Regions from separate parts of the Mus musculus genome. Here region 2 is linked to region 1. A link is a contact called in public HiChIP or PLAC-seq data. All regions are on one chromosome and are shown on one strand. Each heading gives the region's core, a stretch centred on a gene start, on an enhancer-like site or on the middle of the called end of the contact. The rest is flanking DNA. Distances are from core to core; before and after follow the strand shown. Region 1 overlaps Kmt2c (lysine (K)-specific methyltransferase 2C). Region 2 holds the start of Actr3b (ARP3 actin-related protein 3B).

The links. HiChIP or PLAC-seq counts read pairs in DNA pulled down with a chosen protein or histone mark.
Region 2: a contact with region 1 is called in an H3K4me3 HiChIP or PLAC-seq map of craniofacial prominence, with 4 times the contacts expected there. The contact joins the promoter of Actr3b here to the enhancer-like site in region 1. A contact is called at or near these places in 6 of 39 promoter capture datasets (the C10 cell line, cranial neural crest, embryonic stem cells and 2 more), 1 of 15 datasets of contacts at CTCF or cohesin (the NIH/3T3 cell line), 3 of 115 datasets of contacts at active chromatin or transcription factors (craniofacial prominence, embryonic forebrain and forebrain) and 1 of 9 other capture datasets (embryonic stem cells).

Annotation. Positions count from the first base shown.
Region 1 is chr5:25,470,082-25,473,990 of GRCm38.p6, reverse strand. The region is part of intron 1 of Kmt2c (lysine (K)-specific methyltransferase 2C); the gene reads left to right. Among named protein-coding and RNA genes, the nearest start is that of Kmt2c, 27 kb to the left of the region's middle. Within about 2 kb of position 1,655, at least 58 of the 459 cell types and tissues checked have an H3K27ac peak or open chromatin away from gene starts, as enhancers often do. A contact at or near this core is called in craniofacial prominence and forebrain, where this site is marked.
Region 2 is chr5:25,758,323-25,762,574 of GRCm38.p6, reverse strand. It overlaps Actr3b (ARP3 actin-related protein 3B), which reads right to left and starts at 2,602. Exons shown (of 12, transcript NM_001004365.2): 1 at 2,447-2,602. The coding sequence starts at 2,490.

The DNA of each region.
Region 1 (3,909 bases), core at 406-2,905:
GGTTGGAAGCCCTGGAATTGGAGTTTCAGGGGGTTAGCCTTACTAACTGCTATGCCATCTCTCCAACCTAAGTGTGTGTGTGTTTATGTTTATTGTATTCTATTTTTTGAAAGGGATAGGATCTCACTATATGGCTCAGGCAAAAGATCTGACATAACTCGATTGATAGAACCAGGCTGGTTTTGAACCTAGAGATGCACTTGCCCCTCTACTTAGGTAATTTTAGGATTAATGGTATGTGTAACCACACTCCACCACCAGTTTCTATTTCTATTAAAACCTTTCTTTTTTTTTTTGTAATATACTTGTTTTAGATGACTAGTGTAAATTTATTTAACTAGGAAAAAAGTCTTTTGATTCAAACTTGTAGGATTTTATTTTTATTTAAGAATGATTATGTCACATGGAAAGAAGGAGTATAAAGTTTTGCATTGTGTTTTCTGAACACATTAAAATAATTTCCCAGTTCATTGTAGATGTTTCTTTGGGATGACATTTTAATTTTTTTCATAATAATAAAAATAGGTTTTTTTTTGTTTTTTGTTTTTTTTTGCAGTGGCTTTCATATAACTCAAAGCCTGGTTTGTCCTGGGCCTATTCTCTATGTATTATAAGCATCTGTCAGTACAGTTAGTGGCTCTATAGCAGTCTGCTTGCTGTCTTGGTTTTGTCTTAAATCTTAACTCCTTGGATTTTATTATTCTGAAGTTCTGTGAGATAATTGCAATGTTTTAGATGAGAATATTTTTGTGGAAAGTGATGATAGTCTGTAGGAGTGAGGGTTCTGAGTGGTTGGATGGTTCAGAGTCCTGCACCAAATGAAGACAATTCTTACCTGGCATGCGTGGGAGGTTAGAGCCTGACCCCAAATCTTTAAAACTTTCCTTTATTTTAAAAGAATTTGGTACTATAAGACATGATTACTTTATTTAAGTCATAATTTAAGCTAGTTTATTAGATATTAGAGCAACAAAAGCAGACAATATCAGGTTTCTTTTTCCTTCCCCCTTTTTTCTTGGTATCAGTGCTAGGAGCAATAAAACATTTGGCCAGCTTCATTAAGGATAAGAAAGGTGGAAAAACTGTTTATTGAACAGAAGGATAATTGTTGTAGTTGTAGATGTTTGTTTTAAAGCTTGGAAAAGTATGCTTTTTTCCCCAAACCTTTTATTTAACAACATGATAAATATCTATAGATAAGAGGGAGAAGAAAAAGCTAGTTATAGAATTTTAGACTTTTAAAGTGAAAAGCTTCCACTGTTAACTGGAAGAGTCTGCTGTAGCAGAGTAAAACCCTAGCGGGGGTGTTTGTGGTACAAATCAAAGATCACTTTGAATTTCTCACTTCATAATAGTGGATTGGGAAGAATTTACTGAAGGGGTTAAGCTCAGTAAAGTGCTCACTTGGTGAAGCGAGATGATGGAAAGATGTAGTTGTTTCCCTTTTTTTTTTTTTTTTTTTTAATGTCCTGGACTTCCAACAAACTTCTTTAGTTTAAATATTATAAAACCATAAGCTGCACTTCTTGGTTTGTTTTGATTTAAACAGCAGAGAGGGAAAGAACATGGTTAGCAAAGAGTTAATAACCAAGCAGGCAGTCTCTGCTGGCTTCTTAGAAGTAGGATTCCAGATCTGGGCTTTAGAGGAATCCATTCCACTTTTTTTAGGTGGCTGTTGTCTGTCGGATCTACTTTCTTTAATGGAGCTTCCTTCAATCTATCCCCTCCTCTTTCTTATTATTATTTTCTCCCTCCCAACCTCCCTCACTCCCTTTGCCTCTCTCTTCCTCCCCTTTCCTCTCCGAGTGTGGAGTGTGCTCGTGCACACGCGTGTGCCCTGCCCCTTGTATGTGTATTCGGATTCTCATAGCTGTAGGGTAACTTGTCAGAGCATTGCTAGGAGACTTTTTAAATTTTAAATTTTTTGTTTTTGTGAGACAGGGTCTCTCTATTTAGTCTTGGCTGACTTGGAACTTGGAATATTTAGACTAAGCTGAACTTGAACTCAGGATCTTCCTGCCTCTGCCTTCTGGATGCAGGGATTAAAGGGGTCTTAATAGCTATGTATTTATCAAACATTTTATTTATATATTTAAAATTTTTATTTACTTTTATGTGCCTGCATGTATGTCTGTGTGAAGATGCCAGATCCCCTGGAACTGGAGTTACTGAGCTAGGAATTGAATCTGGGTCCTCTGGAAGAGCAGCCAGTACTTTGCTAACTGTTAAGCCATGCCTGTTTTATCTTTTCTTGTGTTGCTGCTGCTCCTGCTGCTGCTGTGGGACAAGCTTGGTAGGAGTTAATGGAGAGCCTGCCTTATTATGCTGGAAGATGATGCTGAAAGTTTTCTTCTCAAGTGGTATTAGATTGGCTGGGTTATGTGATTAATCTTTCTGGTTATTTAATTTTTTTTGAGACATGGTTTTATATATCCCATGCTGGCCTTGAACTCATTGTTTAGCCAAGGCTGGCATCAAAATTTGTTACCTTAATGCATCAACCTTTTGATTGCTATTGGGATTACAGGCATTCATCACTAAGTTCAGCCCTCAATTCCAATTATGGATGAGGTATGTGTGTATATGTACTTCTGGGGCTGGAGAGATGCCTCAGCAGTCAAGAGCACTTGCTGTTTTTCCAGAGGACCAGGGCTTGATTGCTAGCACCCACGTGGAGGTTCACTACTGTCTTTAATGCTAATCCCAGGGTCGTCTTCTGGCTATACAGACAATGTATATACATGGTACATAAAGTGAAAAGACCCAAAAGGTATACATTTATTTAGAACATAAATAGTAATGTAGCACAGTCACACAACATTTATAAAAATGTTATATCATTTTGAGTTATATCATCAAAAGCTTAAGGATTTTCAGCAGTTTTACTGATGAGCATTTGGTTCTGTTAAACTGCAATAACAAAGACAGTTCTCTTGAGCCTCCTGTTTGTGTCTCCCAAGTGCTTTAAGCAGTCCACCAAGTGAACTATCCCTAGTCCCAGGATTTGTGTCTTTTTAAAATATTTTTTAAATTTAAAAAATTTTTATAAAGCCAACACAATAGATACTAGAAATGTATGTATGTATGTATGTATGTATGTATGTAGACAGGGTTTCAATGTTTGCCACATGCTGGAACTTGCTATGTAGACCACTCTGGTCCCAAACTCAGGATAGGAAGTGTTGTTAAGCGGAGCCACCTCTCATGCTCTATGTACACACACACTCTCTCTCTTTAAGATTTATATCTCTTATTTATGAGTACACTGTAGCTGTCTGTCTTCAGACACATCAGAAGAGAGCATTGGATCCCATTGCAGATGGTTGTGAGCCACCACTTGGTTGCTGGGAATTGAACTCAGGACCTCTGGAAGAGTAGTCAGTGCTCTTAACCCCTGAGACATCTTCCCAGCCCCATATATTCTCTTTTACAGTAAAATTTGTGAGGCAATATAGAGGGCTGTTAGTCTGTTCTCAGGTGGCATTAGTTGTGTGTGTGTGTGTGTGTGTGTGTGTGTGTGTGTACACATGTATATATGGACATGTGTATAGATATGGGAATACCCCCATGTAGAGGACAACTTTCTACTTTGTTTGAGACAGAATCTCATTTGTTATTTGCTCTGAATAAACTAAGCTAGCTGGCCCATGAGCTTCCAGGAATTCTGTCTCCTATCTACTAGATGAACAGTTGTACTTGACTTTGACATGGGTTCTAGAGTTTTTAACTCAGGTCCTAATACTTGTATGTCAGTTGCTTCACTGATCCTTTTTCTAGCCTCTCTACCTCATTTTTGAGACAGGTACTGAACCTGAAGCTCAGTGATTTAGCTAGACTGGCCGGCCAGCAAGCTCTGGGGTCCTCCTCTCTGCTTTCGCAGCCTTGGGATTTCAGACACACTACTACCCC
Region 2 (4,252 bases), core at 1,353-3,852, 290 kb before region 1:
AGACGTGAGACTGAATTGGTGGCGTTTTCTCTGGGAGCTCGGCAGCCTATTCATCCTTTAAAAAGCTGAAACTTAATTGTGGGTCTCACAGATACCTTTGTCTGTTTCTATCTTGTCCCCAGCATACTTGTGTACACTCATCTGGTCTCGGGGTTCATCGGATTTGAGGTCACAAAAGAAATGTATTTACTATAAAACACAGGCCAGATGAGCATGTGGGCACACAACTGCAATCCTAATGCTTAGGAGGCTGAGGCAGGAGGATTTCTCCAAGTTCAGTACAAGCTTGGGTTATACAACAAGAAGACTCTATTTAAGAGGGGGTGGGTATCAGAGAGAGAAAGACAGACAGTGAGACAGGGAAGCAGAGAGAGGGCACACTGACAGACAAGACTGGAACTCAGGGTGCAATTCAGTGGTAGAGGCTCCACTTAACAAGATCCCCAGGTTCTACGTCTACTACCACCACCAACACAAAACAAAACAAAAACCTGCCCATCTCATCAGTAGTGCCCACGTGATGAGTCTCCCAAGTGTATTCTGTTCCTCAATCCTGGCTATTTTTAGCTGCACTGTTCTATTCTAAGGTAAAACTCAGTCTAAAATGAGATCTCCCAAGTCTATTATGTTCCTCAGTCCTTGTTATTTTTAGCTGCATTTTACATTTAGTTCTATTCTGAGGTAAAACTCAATCCAAAACAAGAAATGCAAGAATCACTAATACATGGAAGCTGGAACGCTTAGGCTATGCAGTCATCTTCTGCTCACACACTGAACACTGGGGACTCGTGATAGCCACAGGGGCTTCAGTGGCAGAAAACACCCACAGGAAACCCCAGGTCCCTGTCACTGAGTCCAGAGCCTCTGACAGCCTAAAGATGCTAGCCTGAAGCACAGCTTTGGGCCATGACGATCTACTGAAGGTGAAGGTGACATCAGTCACTGACCCCAAAAGGTCAAGACTGAGCACTCTTTAGATCATTATAGCAAGAACAATGGATACGGTGTCAGCTTACTAATAAGAAATACAGCACAGATGGCCCAGGGAGTGCTGCTTTACTGTTAACACTGCGCAGAGAGAGCTTCAAGTCTCAGCAGTTTAGGCAACACAAAGCCAAAGTTCTCACATGCAGACATTAACATAAAAACAATGTTTACATATTGCCCTCATTGCTGACACTTCCAGACTGAAGGGAGTGGCAGATAGAGTGAGACAGTAAGGGGAGCCAACACATGGGGGAATGGTCCACAAGAGCCATACTGATTTGAGCAAGTCTAGGGAAGTCAGCAACTTCTCAAATACAGGGCAACAAAACTTCTCTATAACGTTTATTTCCAAAAGAAAAATTAGCAGAAATAGAACATGTTTTCCAGTCTGTAACCACTGCTGGTTCCGGAGCAACAAAAGGAAAGACACATCAGTAGGAGATGGACTGTAGCAAATTAGAAGACACCCCCACAAGGTTGTCAAGGAAACCAAACCAAGTATATTTTTCTACAGGAAAGAATTGCAAGAGAACATGCCACAGACTATTCGGTGACAAAGGATTACCATCCCTTGAAAAACATTTTAAGAGGCTAAATTTATTTGCAAGCTATTTATGAAGTACTTTGTCAGCAATGCCAGCAGGTACTCCCAAACTCCCAGGTTGGAGGTTTGGCTGCCACCTTCCTAAAATTAGCTAAGCCTGACAGCATAAGCCATTCTTAAGGTCTCTTCTGAAAAATTAACATCTTCAAAAAAGAAAAGAGTTATCTACTTCCCCAAAAAGGAGAGGGCTGTTTTTTTTTCAAAATGTTAGTCTTTTTTTAATGTGTGTGTGTGTGTGTGTGTGTGTGTGTGTGTGTGTGTGTGTGTTTTAAGAGCAAAGATAAGTGTATGCAAACCAAAGCAGGAGCTGGGCTAGGCTGTGCCATTTCAGAGTGGAAAAGAGCAGAGTGGGAAAGGGGACTGGGTGTCAAGTTGACATGGCACGTGTAAACATCTCCACGAGTAGGTGGTTGGTACATCAGTAGGGAAAGGTGACACGCGCGCGCGCGTGAGTGCACAGGATGAGGACAGGTGACAAGCACCCCGGGGATGGGGGGGAGAGGAACTACTCTGAGCTCTCAGGTGCAAGCCCTGCAGAGAAAGTATCTGCAGCAACATCCCGGCAAGGTGCAGCCCACCCGGTAACCCCGCAGCCTCATGCCCTCAGCACCCCATCTTCTCAGAGCCACATCCCTTAACTCTCTAAGCCCTCAGATTGAGCTCCGTCCCCCAGCTCCCACCCCACCTAAGCTCTATCCCTCAAACTCCCCAACCCCTCAGACTGAGCTCTGTCCCTCAGCACACCATCCCTCCGTGCACCATCCCTCCGCGCTCCTCCTGCCGTCTGACCCCGCGGGGAAATGGCTCCAGGACGCCCAGCGAAGCGTGAGTGGGCGCGTGGGGCGCGGCTCTTACCCGGTGCCGCAGTCAACCACGCAGGGAGGCAGCGAGCCCGCCATGCTCGGCCACGAGGCGCTCCGTCCCCACCAGCCCCAGCGTGCCCCTGGGTGCCCAGTGCCAAGGTGCCGGGTCGCAGGCAGCGCCGCTCCCCACCCAGGAGCTGCCGGGAGCCCAGAGGCTCTGCCTCGTGACGTCACTCTACAGTTGGCCAATCGGGGACGCGCACGCTCCGCCCTCTTGTCAGCCATCCTTAGTGCTGGCAGCCCGGCGTTTTAGCCTATGCATCTATCCTGCAGTGGAAGAGATTGGAGTCTATTTTTAACATGCATAAGGTGACTATGACCCCATTTGCGAGGCCTGAATTCTTTCTCTTCTCTCCTTTTTACAAATTGCAATTTTGTTTTGTTATGTTTTGTTTTCGAAACAGGGTTTCTCTGTGTAGCCCATACTGCCCTGGAACTCTTTCGGTAGGTAGTTCAGGCTAGCCCCACTTGCCTCTGCCTCCCTAGTGCTGGGATCAAAGGTGTGCCCCACCACTGCCGGCTTATCTAGCTGCAATTTTTTTTAAAGATTATTGGCTGTGTGTCTATCTGTCGCTATGTCTGCTGGTGTGTGCATGTATGTAAGAGCAGGTGCTCTTGGAAGCCAGAGGCTTAGGATCCCATGCAGCTGAAGTTATAGACAGCTGTGAATGGGCACCAGGAATCTGAATTGGGTCTCCCGGAAGAGCAGCAAGTGCTCTTCGCTGAGCCATCTCTCCAGCCCCTTTCTCCTCTTAATTCTCACTTCAATGTTCACTTTATTCTCTACCCCAACAATCTCTTGATTTTATTTCTAACACTTAAAGCTAGTTTGGGTACTTATTAGTAGATGTTCACCTCTCCTGAATTATAGGTTCTCCTAGGGCAGGGCTTCATGCTTAACACATTTGGTGCTCCGATAAAAATCACCTGAATGTTGAACGAATAAATAACCTTCACTGTAGAAAAATACTTATGACTTTCTATGATAGAGCACTGCATAATGTATCCTGGGAGAAAATCAACATATGCATAATTAGGCTTAAGGAATAAATGACCTTAGTCAATGCCACATCAATATTACTAGGAAATATTTTCTAATATCAAAGATAGGGTGATTATCCAGCATCATTGTGGAAAGGAGACTTAAGAAGGAAAACACCTACCTACTGGAAACCCCACTTGCACCCTAAATGTTAGCCTCTAAAGTTCTTGACTGTGATGCCAAAGGAACTTTCTAGAGATGTATTAATTCACTTGGTCTTTACTGGGACTTAAAGCATTGTGGATTTTCCACAGGAGAAGAATTAGATTAGTTGACCATTCTTGGGTAATTCTTTTTTTTTTTAAGATTTATTTATTTATTATATGTAAGTACACTGTAGCTGTCTTCAGACACACCAGAAGAAGGTGTCAGATCTCATTACGGGTGGTTGTGAGCCACCATGTGGTTGCTGGGATTTGAACTCGGGACCTTTGGAAAAGCAGTCAGTGCTCATACTGGTTGAGCCATCTTGCCAGCCCTTGGGTAATTCTTTCTTTCTTTCTTTTTTCCTGCATGCAAGGGAGCAAATAATCCTAAACCTAAAACAATATTCAGGGGAACTAGAGAGAGAAACAGAAGACAGATAAAGAGGATGGAAGCTCCCAAATGGGACCCAGAACTAGAAGCAAGATATCTTTCCTTCCGTGCATGTTACCAATGCCCTGCCCATTTCGATTGTCTGTCAGTCGGTCTGTTTTTGAAGCCTGGACCAAAGCAACAAAGACCCCACTACAGGCTGTTGGCAATGCCCTGTAC